2 separate regions of the Anser cygnoides genome follow, and region 2 is linked to region 1. The links are chromatin contacts, called in public Hi-C maps. All regions are on one chromosome and are shown on one strand. The core of a region is the stretch at or near the end of the contact, and the rest is flanking DNA. Distances in the headings are between cores, read along the strand shown.

Region 1 (4,736 bases), core at 256-2,755:
CCACAGTAATAATACCTGCGGAGGATGTCTGCCAGAACCCTTAATCTAAGGATGCTTTTATTCTCTTCAGAAGGTAAGAGTACAGCTTAGGGCCTGATCCTTCATTCACTGAAGACATCAATTTTGCAATTAATGTAAGTGAGAATATCAGGCCATAGAGGCATTTTTCAGGCATGTCACTTAAATTTCCTAATGATAAACAGCAGAAAACAATATGTTGTAACTTCAGCAGAAATCTGAATTTTGAGAGATGTTGCTATTTAACAGAAGACAGAATTCATCTGACTGCTTGTATTTTTGCCTATGCTTTACTGGGATGGATGAACATAAACAATTGAGAAAATGAGAACATCATGGGTTATAAAAAATCTTAGTAGAAAGGGGCTAATAGTCATTATAGACTACTTTGTTATGCAAAACAATGTTAATGTTATGCAAGAGAAATTGTTCTACATAGGAACATCTGAAACTATAGTTCTTTAATAAAGAGTTATTTATTATTTATGTTTAGTGTTTGGCTTACTTTATACCACAATGATTTGTGCATTACTCAGTTTGGGCTGCTCTAAAATATTCTTCCATGTGACATCAGTAGCAACACAGCAAGGGAAATGGGTCTCTTTCCAGAAAAAAACATGCATTTACTACAAACAAAAAAAAAAAAGCTTTGCAACAAGAAAACATTTGGTCATGGGCCAAGTGTTTCTTACATTAAAGACTAACTATGATTATACCAGGAAAGAAAAGTATCTCTACTCTCAAATATTTAAATAAAATTTGCTATATACATTACTTCATTGAGCTATCATTTGAGTGTTAGAATGTCATCTCTTCCAGCTGCTACTTTCCAGTTTAGACCATGTGACTAAGTGCACAGTCTGATCACTTCTTAAATTCAGACACGCTTGGTGCAGTGACTACTTCACTGGGGAGCCTGTTCCAGTGTGTGTTTTTTTCATAAAGTATTAAAAATAAGCTCAGTCCCAAGAAGCCCTTAAAGAGCAGGCCAACTCTCCTGTCCCTCTCAGTCACTGCTGTCTCCCAAGTCCCCAGGCTGAGAGGTGCTGGTTATCACAGTCCCATAAGTGCACACTGAGCCTTTACATGCCATAACCCAGGCCTGTCTACAGCCATGGTTCCCTAGTATAAGTAGCCCTTATTTTCATCTGAGTCAATATCGTTTTTTGGGGGGAAGATGAGTTGTATTCTTTTTAGGGTCTCACATTTACATGTCAAAGCCCCCCAAAAGCAGGAGCCGCCTTGCACCTCCCATTACTCCCCAACGTGCCCGTGCAAGGCGAGGGCAGAAGGGCAGGGTGAGGAGGCGGGAGCAGCTTCAGCATCGGTTTAAAACCGAGAATTCCGGCAAACGTGGGAACGGCGATATCTGAACACCCCCGCTTTCTGCGCTTTTACCCTTGCGCTACCCAAGGAAGCGCTCAGGCCTCCTCCTTGCCGGCGCTCGCCGAGGGCTGCGCGCAGGCGAAATCCCCTCAGGCGGCCCCGGGGCGCCCGATCCCGGGGGCACGCAGCGAGCCCCGGCCCCGCTCCCGGCTCCCGGCGGCGCCGGCCCCGCATGCGCCGCGCTCCGGAAGCGTCGCGTTGAGGCGGCGGCGGGCGGCGGCGGCCATGCTCCGGGCGCTGCGGGCCGGGGCGGCGCGGGGCCGCCAGCAGCGGCGGCGCGGGCAGGTAGCGGGGCACGGGCGGGGACCGGCCGCCATTTCGCGAGGGGCCGCGGCGGGGGCCGGGGAGCGCCCTGACAGGGCCCGGCCGCGGGGACGCGCTGAGGGGGAGCGGGCCTGCGCCGGGCCGCACCGTGACGGGGCGGGAGGGGGATTGGGGAAAAGAGGCCAAAAGTGGCAATTCTGGGAAAAAAGGGTTGTCTGTATTCGACCTCGAGAAGTCCCTCGTTGGTCTGAAGGCGCCCGACTGGCGGAGGAAAGCTGGAGTGGCTCCATCAAGGGGATAGGGATAAAGGACAACGCGGCGGGCCTTGGCCTGGGGGGGCTGCCTGGTTCCTGGGGGCTCTGGAGGGCTTCAGGATGCTCGGAAAGGCCGCCTGGGAGCAATTTGCTGTAGAAGAGCAGGCTGACCAGAAGTTTTTTGAGCTGCGTTTGTATCTGTTCTTCCCTAAACCAGCAATGATCCTCTCTTCCAGTTTCTCCTGAACGTCTGTAGGCAATGCTCCTCAGGCATCCTTCCCAACGAGAGGATCCGCAATATCGGCATCTCCGCCCACATCGACTCGGGGAAGACAACGTTAACGGAGCGAGTCCTCTTCTACACTGGCAGGATAGCACAAATGCACGAGGTCAGTTTTCGGGGGATGCCAGAGCAGGGTGGCTCTCTGTGGGCTGTGTTGGGTGCCATCGCAGCGCTGCTGAGACTTGTTCATCTGCAGCCTGCTGTGTGGGGTCAGGGAGCTGTGCCTACAGACCCGGTGGGCACGCTGTCCTTGATGCCCCTTTAAAAATAAATGGAGAAGAAGGGAATCAAAGTGATCCCTCATTTGCTGCAGTGTTCTCCCTCTTCCAGAATACTTAAAATCATATTTCGAGACTTCTCCCTATCTCTGGTAAATATACCATGGGAGATGCATGTTTCTTTTAATACTGTCAGAGAAGGCTGTGAGAAACTGAGAGAACATAAGGATATAGTTTTTACATTCAGATATATTAGTTTATTAAATTAACAGCGAAGCTTAATTTGTGGCAGATTTTTGATAACCTCTTTCAGGGTGATGATCTTCAGGAGAGCAAAACACTGGCATAGTAGATGAAGCTGCAAAAAAATCAAGCTTCTTTGCACTTCAGGAATTAGTGATTCTCTCACATCTCCTTTTCATTGCTGCGTGAAGGATGATGCTCACTGTATGAAGGATCACTCCTGCTCCTGTAGAATTCTCAGTAAACTCTTGGAATAATTTTTATTTATTTATTTGTTGCTAAGGTGAAAGGTAAGGATGGAGTTGGAGCTGTCATGGATTCAATGGAGCTAGAGCGGCAACGTGGAATCACGATCCAGTCTGCAGCAACGTACACCATGTGGAAGGACACCAACATCAACATCATAGACACGCCAGGTAATGGCAGTTCTGAATGCTTCAGGGTTGCTCTTCCTTCGTATATAAAAAACATGGTGCCATCTTTGTGCTCATTAGTGACTGACCTTGAGATTTGGTATGTCTGGAGACCGATTTCATTGGTGTTGCTGTTTTCTGCAGCTGTGAGAAAACCATTACTACTTTTTATCATCTATGAATAACTTTTTTTTTATTGTTGTTATGTAGGACACGTAGACTTCACAATTGAAGTAGAGAGATCTTTGAGAGTTCTTGATGGAGCTATTCTGGTTCTCTGTGCTGTTGGAGGAGTTCAGTGCCAGACAATAACCGTGAACAGGCAAATGAAACGTTACGGTGTGCCGTTTGTAACGTTCATCAATAAACTGGACAGACAGGGCTCTAGTCCAGCCAGAGCAGTCCAGCAGTTGAGGTATCTATCACTTTAACTTACCTGTGAAGTAATTCTGAACTATTCACATAGCAGATTAATACTAAAAATATTGAAAACATTTTCTTGTGGAGTCTGTAATCGCGTTTTGGGAGATAATGCATGGCTCGAGGTTAAATCTTACTCTGACCTATAACAACTCTCCCTTTTGTCAAGAAAATGGGAGCAAAACAAATGTTAGCGTCAGCCCAGACTTTTACTGTCTGAGAGTTGGGTTTTTGGTGTTTACTTTGATGCTGGAACTATATTCAGAGCCACTTTAAAAAACAGCCTTTTAATTTTTCCTAGGTACTGGTAGGAAATGTCGTGTAGCTCACAGCAGGGCAATGACACAAGGTTGGGCAGTGTCTGGTTCAAATACCAGGAGTTCCGCGTGCCTCTTACCTGCCACCTTTCTGTGCCTAACTTCATCTGTGCGATACATATGTTAATGTGCAGCAAGGGAGAAGGAACTCCCGTAATCAAGTAATTAATCTGAAAGCAGTTTGTGCTGCCTTTTTTCCCATGGAAGTTGCTCACTGTATCTGTTGGGATATAGAAGTCAGGCAGTTACTCAGGTTAAAATGCAACTAGGTGTTTTTCATCAGTATTGGTAGATTTTGGCACTGCTAAAAGAACAGAATATGGGGATACGGTGTAGGAATGGGGTGTCGTTCAAAGACTATCTGGAGCACATGTATGGAGGTGCCTGTTTTTTCTTCAACTAATCGATGTTTCCTCACTTTTTCAGATCCAAGTTAAAACACAACGCAGCTTTTGTTCAGATTCCAATTGGTCTGGAGGGAAACTTTAAAGGAGTTATAGATCTAATTGAAGAAAGAGCTATATATTTTGATGGTGCATTTGGGTAAGGTTTGGAACTTGCATATTTCTTGTGCTGAAGTCACTCTTTGAATGTGTGATGCTACCTATACTTTTTATTCAGAGATGAAGAAGTCTGCTGTTTGGAAAGTTAGGGATGCAGCTTGTGCCAGGGCTGAGCTCTCCAGATTACCGCAAAATGATTCTGCAGTCAGGTTTAGTGACTGGTCGCTTCAGCATGAATCTCTGGCTAACTGCGGCGGTGTAAAGGGGTGGTAGCAATACATGCCACCCAGCGAGCTAGGAGACTTGCTTCATAACGGAGCAGATAGTGTAGATTTGGCGTGAGCTTACTGGGATGAAGATAAGATGTGGGTGAGCTTGTTGATCAGGTTGTCCTGCAGCCTTGCAAACTCCTACCGT
Region 2 (4,417 bases), core at 1,142-3,641, 380 kb before region 1:
GGTTAAGTTCAGTTTCTCTCATCCTTTGCATGGCACAAAGAAAAAACTAATTTGTATTCTCCTTGCAAAGAAAAGCATTACATATGATTAATTAACCTTCAACGCCTGGATCAAGGCCAAAACATTACGAATCTCTGAACCAGCTTCAATAATCCAATAACCAGACTCCTTTCTCACAACTGTAGTTAAGAAACAATACTACAGAAGTCACCTTCAGTGTAACTTCAAAAAACTCTCTCGGGGCCAACAGCTTCAAAGGAAAAGCAAAAAAAAACAACCCACAAAACTAAGTTCCTTTCATTGTACAACACTAGACCATTCTTCTTGTATCTGAAGCTAACTAGCAGAACTTGAGCACGAGGCAGTAAAAGCCGACATTTTAGAAGCCAACACAACCAAAATAAACGTACCAAGAAACAGCTGGCTTCCCTAAGGGATTTCTACTCTGCTTTGAAAAGTTAACGCAACTCAGTTTGAGCTCCTGTTGATAATACTGAGCAAGACGTGAAAGTGTGAATTTAAACATCTAGTTGAAAACGACCACCTCTCTAGAACTATAAATTACCCTGAGTTCTAAGCGATCGGATACTGAAAGTAAAGCGACTTCAGCACAGCTGAAGTCTCCAACCTGTCTGTAACACTGCTGCACCACGTATTTAAGAGATATCTTACGTTTAACAGTAACTCCTTCCTTTCAACCATTCCTTGCTACCTCCAACACACCGTGTTAATTTGCTTTACACATGAGAACATACATCACTTTACACACAAAAAAGCAGTATTAGGCACTAGCAGCTGAGAACAGCTCTACAACTAGAACACACAAATTATCCGGATCTGCACACAGATCAGGTAAGCTCACATTCCCACTTTACTGACTGACACGAACACACAATGCCATAAAAAAACAGAAGTCTCACTTTTCGCAATTAAAGATGCCTTCAGCTTCCAAGGCTCAATTATACATTCCTTGTTGAAGTCGAGTCATTAAAGCTGTAAACACTGTAGGCCAAACCATACTTGCTTCAGATTCTAAAACTGCTACTTCTAAAAAGTAATACTGCTATCGCTGAGAGAAGTTCAGCTTTCGTCTTTTGTAAACTGGTACTTTATTGCCACTATAACCCCATTTGGGTGGGTACACGCTACCACAAGAAAAGCATTAGGACTACTGAACACTGTTAAAAGACTAGAGAATATGCACCAACCCACTAATTGGCTCATCATACCTAGCACTACCTTTCAAGACCTACGAGACATCAAAAAAAATCAATTAATAGCATACCTAAAACTACAACCACGGACCTAAAACTACAACTGATACTCAAAAAACTTGTAGCTAAATAAATAATAAAAGAGGCTCTACCAAACAGTCAAAAGTAATGTTAGAAGTAGTCAGCACTGAGCTGTACTGCCTACATAGCAGCCAATGCGCGCTCCTTTCTCAATTTTAGGTCGTTGAACTTAGCCTGGAAAAATACTGTGGATTGAGAACTGCAGCGCACATTAGTGACGAAAGATGCTGGTGCCGAGATGGAAACTACTCTTACCTTTTTGCTCTTAGCTGGCGCAAGTGATGGAACACGTTGATCACATCCCTTATACGCCGAGGCGCCTCTTCGATTTTGGACGCAAGATTGATGCAGGCCATCGCAACAATCTGAAAGGAAGCCCATTTCCACCGGGTTATTTGAACGGCGATAAAAAATTAACGCTAGGTAATTAAAGAGAAGCGTGGCCTGAAGGCCTTCAGGGAGCGGCACAGCGCCGCGCCGCGCTCACCTCGAAGCTGTGCTTGACGAAGGACTTGGAGTAGAAGAAGCGATGAAACAGCACCTGCCCCGTCGCCATGGCCACCTGCGGAGACGGAGCGGCGGTGGGTCAGTGAGGGAGGCCGTCAGTCAGTCAGTCAGTCACTGAGGGAGGCCCTCAGCCCGCCCGGCCGCCATTTTGTGCCGGGCACCCGCCGCCCCCCCCCGCCCCGCCCCGCCGCGCCACAATGGCGGCCGCCCCCCCCCCCTCCTCACGGCCCGGCCCGGCTCAGCCCCCTCCCCGACCTGCGGCAGGCGGAGGAGGATGCCGGCCGCCTGGATGAGCTCGCAGCCCAGGATGCGCAGGTCGGTCTCGCACTGCAGGTCCAGGCCGTCCTGCATGGACGGCGTAGGCGACAGGCGCTCCTCGGGGATCAGCGAGTGGTCGATGGTCAGCGACACCTCCGAGTACAGCCGGTCGCCGATCAGGATACCCGGGGCGGCGGCGGCGGCGGCGGAGGAGCAGGAGGGGGCCGGCGGGGCGGCGGCTGTGGCGACGGCGGCGGCAGGGGCGGCGGCGGGGGGGGCCGGGAGCGCGGCGGCGGAGGCCATGATGGCGGCGCGCGTCCGCACCCGCGGCCGGCCACGCAGAGACTAGCGCGGCCCGGCGCCGTGACGCAGCACCCCGCGGCGTCCGCGCGGGGCACGCCGGGAAAAAAAAGTCCCCCCGCGCGCCGCCGCCCCGCCCCGCCCGGCCCTGACAGACTTTTGGGGGGGGGGGGGGGTGGCGTGAAGGGGCCCCTTCAAGCTTGTCCGTTCTCCGTAAGGAACTCCTTTACGCTCCAGATAATTTGGAGAAATCGCCCTAAAAAGTGAAATTCCTGCGTCCGCACCAAAGGGCGAGTCAAGGCGGCCGCCTCTCCGCACGCCTTACACCGCAGCGGGCGGGTTGTGACTGGAAGCGGCTCGCCCTGAGCTGCCCCAGCTGACGGTGCTTGGTGTTCCTGAGGGATGCGGGCAGGAGAACAACCCCCACGTCGGGTAACAGCGCACAACTGCTGTGGTGCGGCGCTGACGTGAGCTGGGCCACGCGACTCCTGGCTGAGAGCGCAGTCCTGCAGTGTTACCTTCCACAGGCGGGAGTGTGCGGTACTGACCGGGCTGCCGTGGCTATGCCCAGGATTTGGGAACCCACACACATACCCCAGAGTTGGGAACCCACACACGCACCCAGAATTTGGGTACACACGCACATACCCCAGAGCTGGGTACCCACACACATACCCAGAATTTGGGTACACACGCACGTACCCCAGAGTTGGGTATCCACACACGTACCCCGGAGTTGCGTACCCACACACGTACCAAGTATTTGGGCACCCACACACATACCCCAGATTTGGGAAGCCGCCCAGCCCTCGCTGCCCCCCATGCTGTCACACCCCGGTATCTCATGTCCCCACAGATCCCGGTGAGGATCCCTGCGGATTATCGGCCGTGCTGAACACATCGCCAAGCCAGTCCTGGAGGCTTCTGCGTCCCGTGGGTGCTCGCTGTGCACCTAGCCCATCGCACACAGACCTTGGTGCCAGCGGGCCGCCATCTGCACCCACTTTTCCTTACTAAAAACGTTATTTCTGCCAGCTGCACCAGTGTGGTAGCTCTTGACTACAGACACGCTGTGTATGATGCATTTATTTCTAGCAACAGGTTATTGAAGAGCGGGGAACGACCCCCTTTTTAGCAAGCTGTTATTACCGTAGTAGTTTACTACTGCAATTGTGTGCTGCTTGAGAAACAGTTCTGGCAAGCCCCAAGGGGGGCGGTGGGCAGCCGGGGCGCACCCCCACACACCCCATCGGTACAGCAGGGGTTCTACAGAGCCCAGCCCCGTTTCGGCAGAAGAGCTCGGCACAGAGGCGGCACAGCCGGGCCCCGGCTCCTCCTGGAGCCCGAGCCGCCGCTCCCTCACAGCGCTGCCGGCACCGAGCCCCCTCAGCGCCCCGCAGCAGCCCCTTCCCCGGCCGGCCCGCCACGGGGGCGGCGGAAGCGTACTTTCCGCTATCGCGTCACTTCTCGGAACGGCCGCGCCGCGCCCCGCCCGCCTGCCCGTCCGTATCCCTCCGCGGCCGCGCACCCGGCCGGGACTACCCGCCCGCAGGGAGACGCGAACTGCCAGGAAAGCCCCGCCCCCCCGGCGGGCAGCTTCGGAACCTGATTGGCTCCCGCGGTGTGATTGGCAGCGCCCCGCGCCGTCAGCGGGCCGCCATGTTGCGTGCGGGGCAGGGAGCGGCCGCTGTGGGGCCGTGTCCCCGGCCGTCCCCGGCCGGCTCTGAGGGCAGGCAGGGCGCGGCCATGTCACACAAAGCGCCACACTGCAGCCCCCCTCCCGCGGCCCCGGTGCCAGGTCACTAGCTCACCTGATCCGTCACCCCACGCCGCCTCACCGGCCTGCTGTGGGTTGTGGAGCAGGATAAGAGGCCGCGGCAGCGCTCCAGCAGGGATATCCCAACGCGGAAAGCCCTGTGCCCACGGGATCCGCTGTCTGAGAGCTACCCACGGCAGTTTGGTGCCTGTGTGTGGGCTGTGTCCGTCAGGAGTGCTCGCCGATGCAGTCGTGACCTTGTGGGACAGGCTGAGTGCTCTGGAAAGATATATATATATAT

The links. A called contact is a pair of places that touch in the nucleus more often than the background predicts.
Region 2: a Hi-C map of granulosa cells shows a contact between it and region 1, with 1.6 times the contacts expected there. The contact joins the promoter of CCNL1 here to the promoter of GFM1 in region 1. A contact is called at or near these places in 2 of 7 Hi-C or Micro-C datasets (granulosa cells and liver).

The regions. Positions count from the first base shown.
Region 1 is chr9:25,188,596-25,193,331 of Taihu_goose_T2T_genome, reverse strand. It overlaps GFM1 (G elongation factor mitochondrial 1), which reads left to right and starts at 1,505. Exons shown (of 18, transcript XM_048059517.2): 1 at 1,505-1,689; 2 at 2,159-2,311; 3 at 2,950-3,082; 4 at 3,290-3,494; 5 at 4,243-4,359. The coding sequence starts at 1,630. MLF1 (myeloid leukemia factor 1) reads left to right here. Exons shown (of 7, transcript XM_048059367.2): 7 at 1-504.
Region 2 is chr9:25,574,731-25,579,147 of Taihu_goose_T2T_genome, reverse strand. It overlaps CCNL1 (cyclin L1), which reads right to left and starts at 2,391. Exons shown (of 11, transcript XM_067002730.1): 1 at 2,058-2,391; 2 at 1,783-1,857; 3 at 1,551-1,660. The coding sequence starts at 2,363. LOC136791478 (a long non-coding RNA gene) reads right to left here. Exons shown (of 2, transcript XR_010833695.1): 2 at 3,440-4,395. LOC125182277 (a long non-coding RNA gene) reads left to right here and starts at 1,830. Exons shown (of 2, transcript XR_010833694.1): 1 at 1,830-2,117; 2 at 3,217-3,400.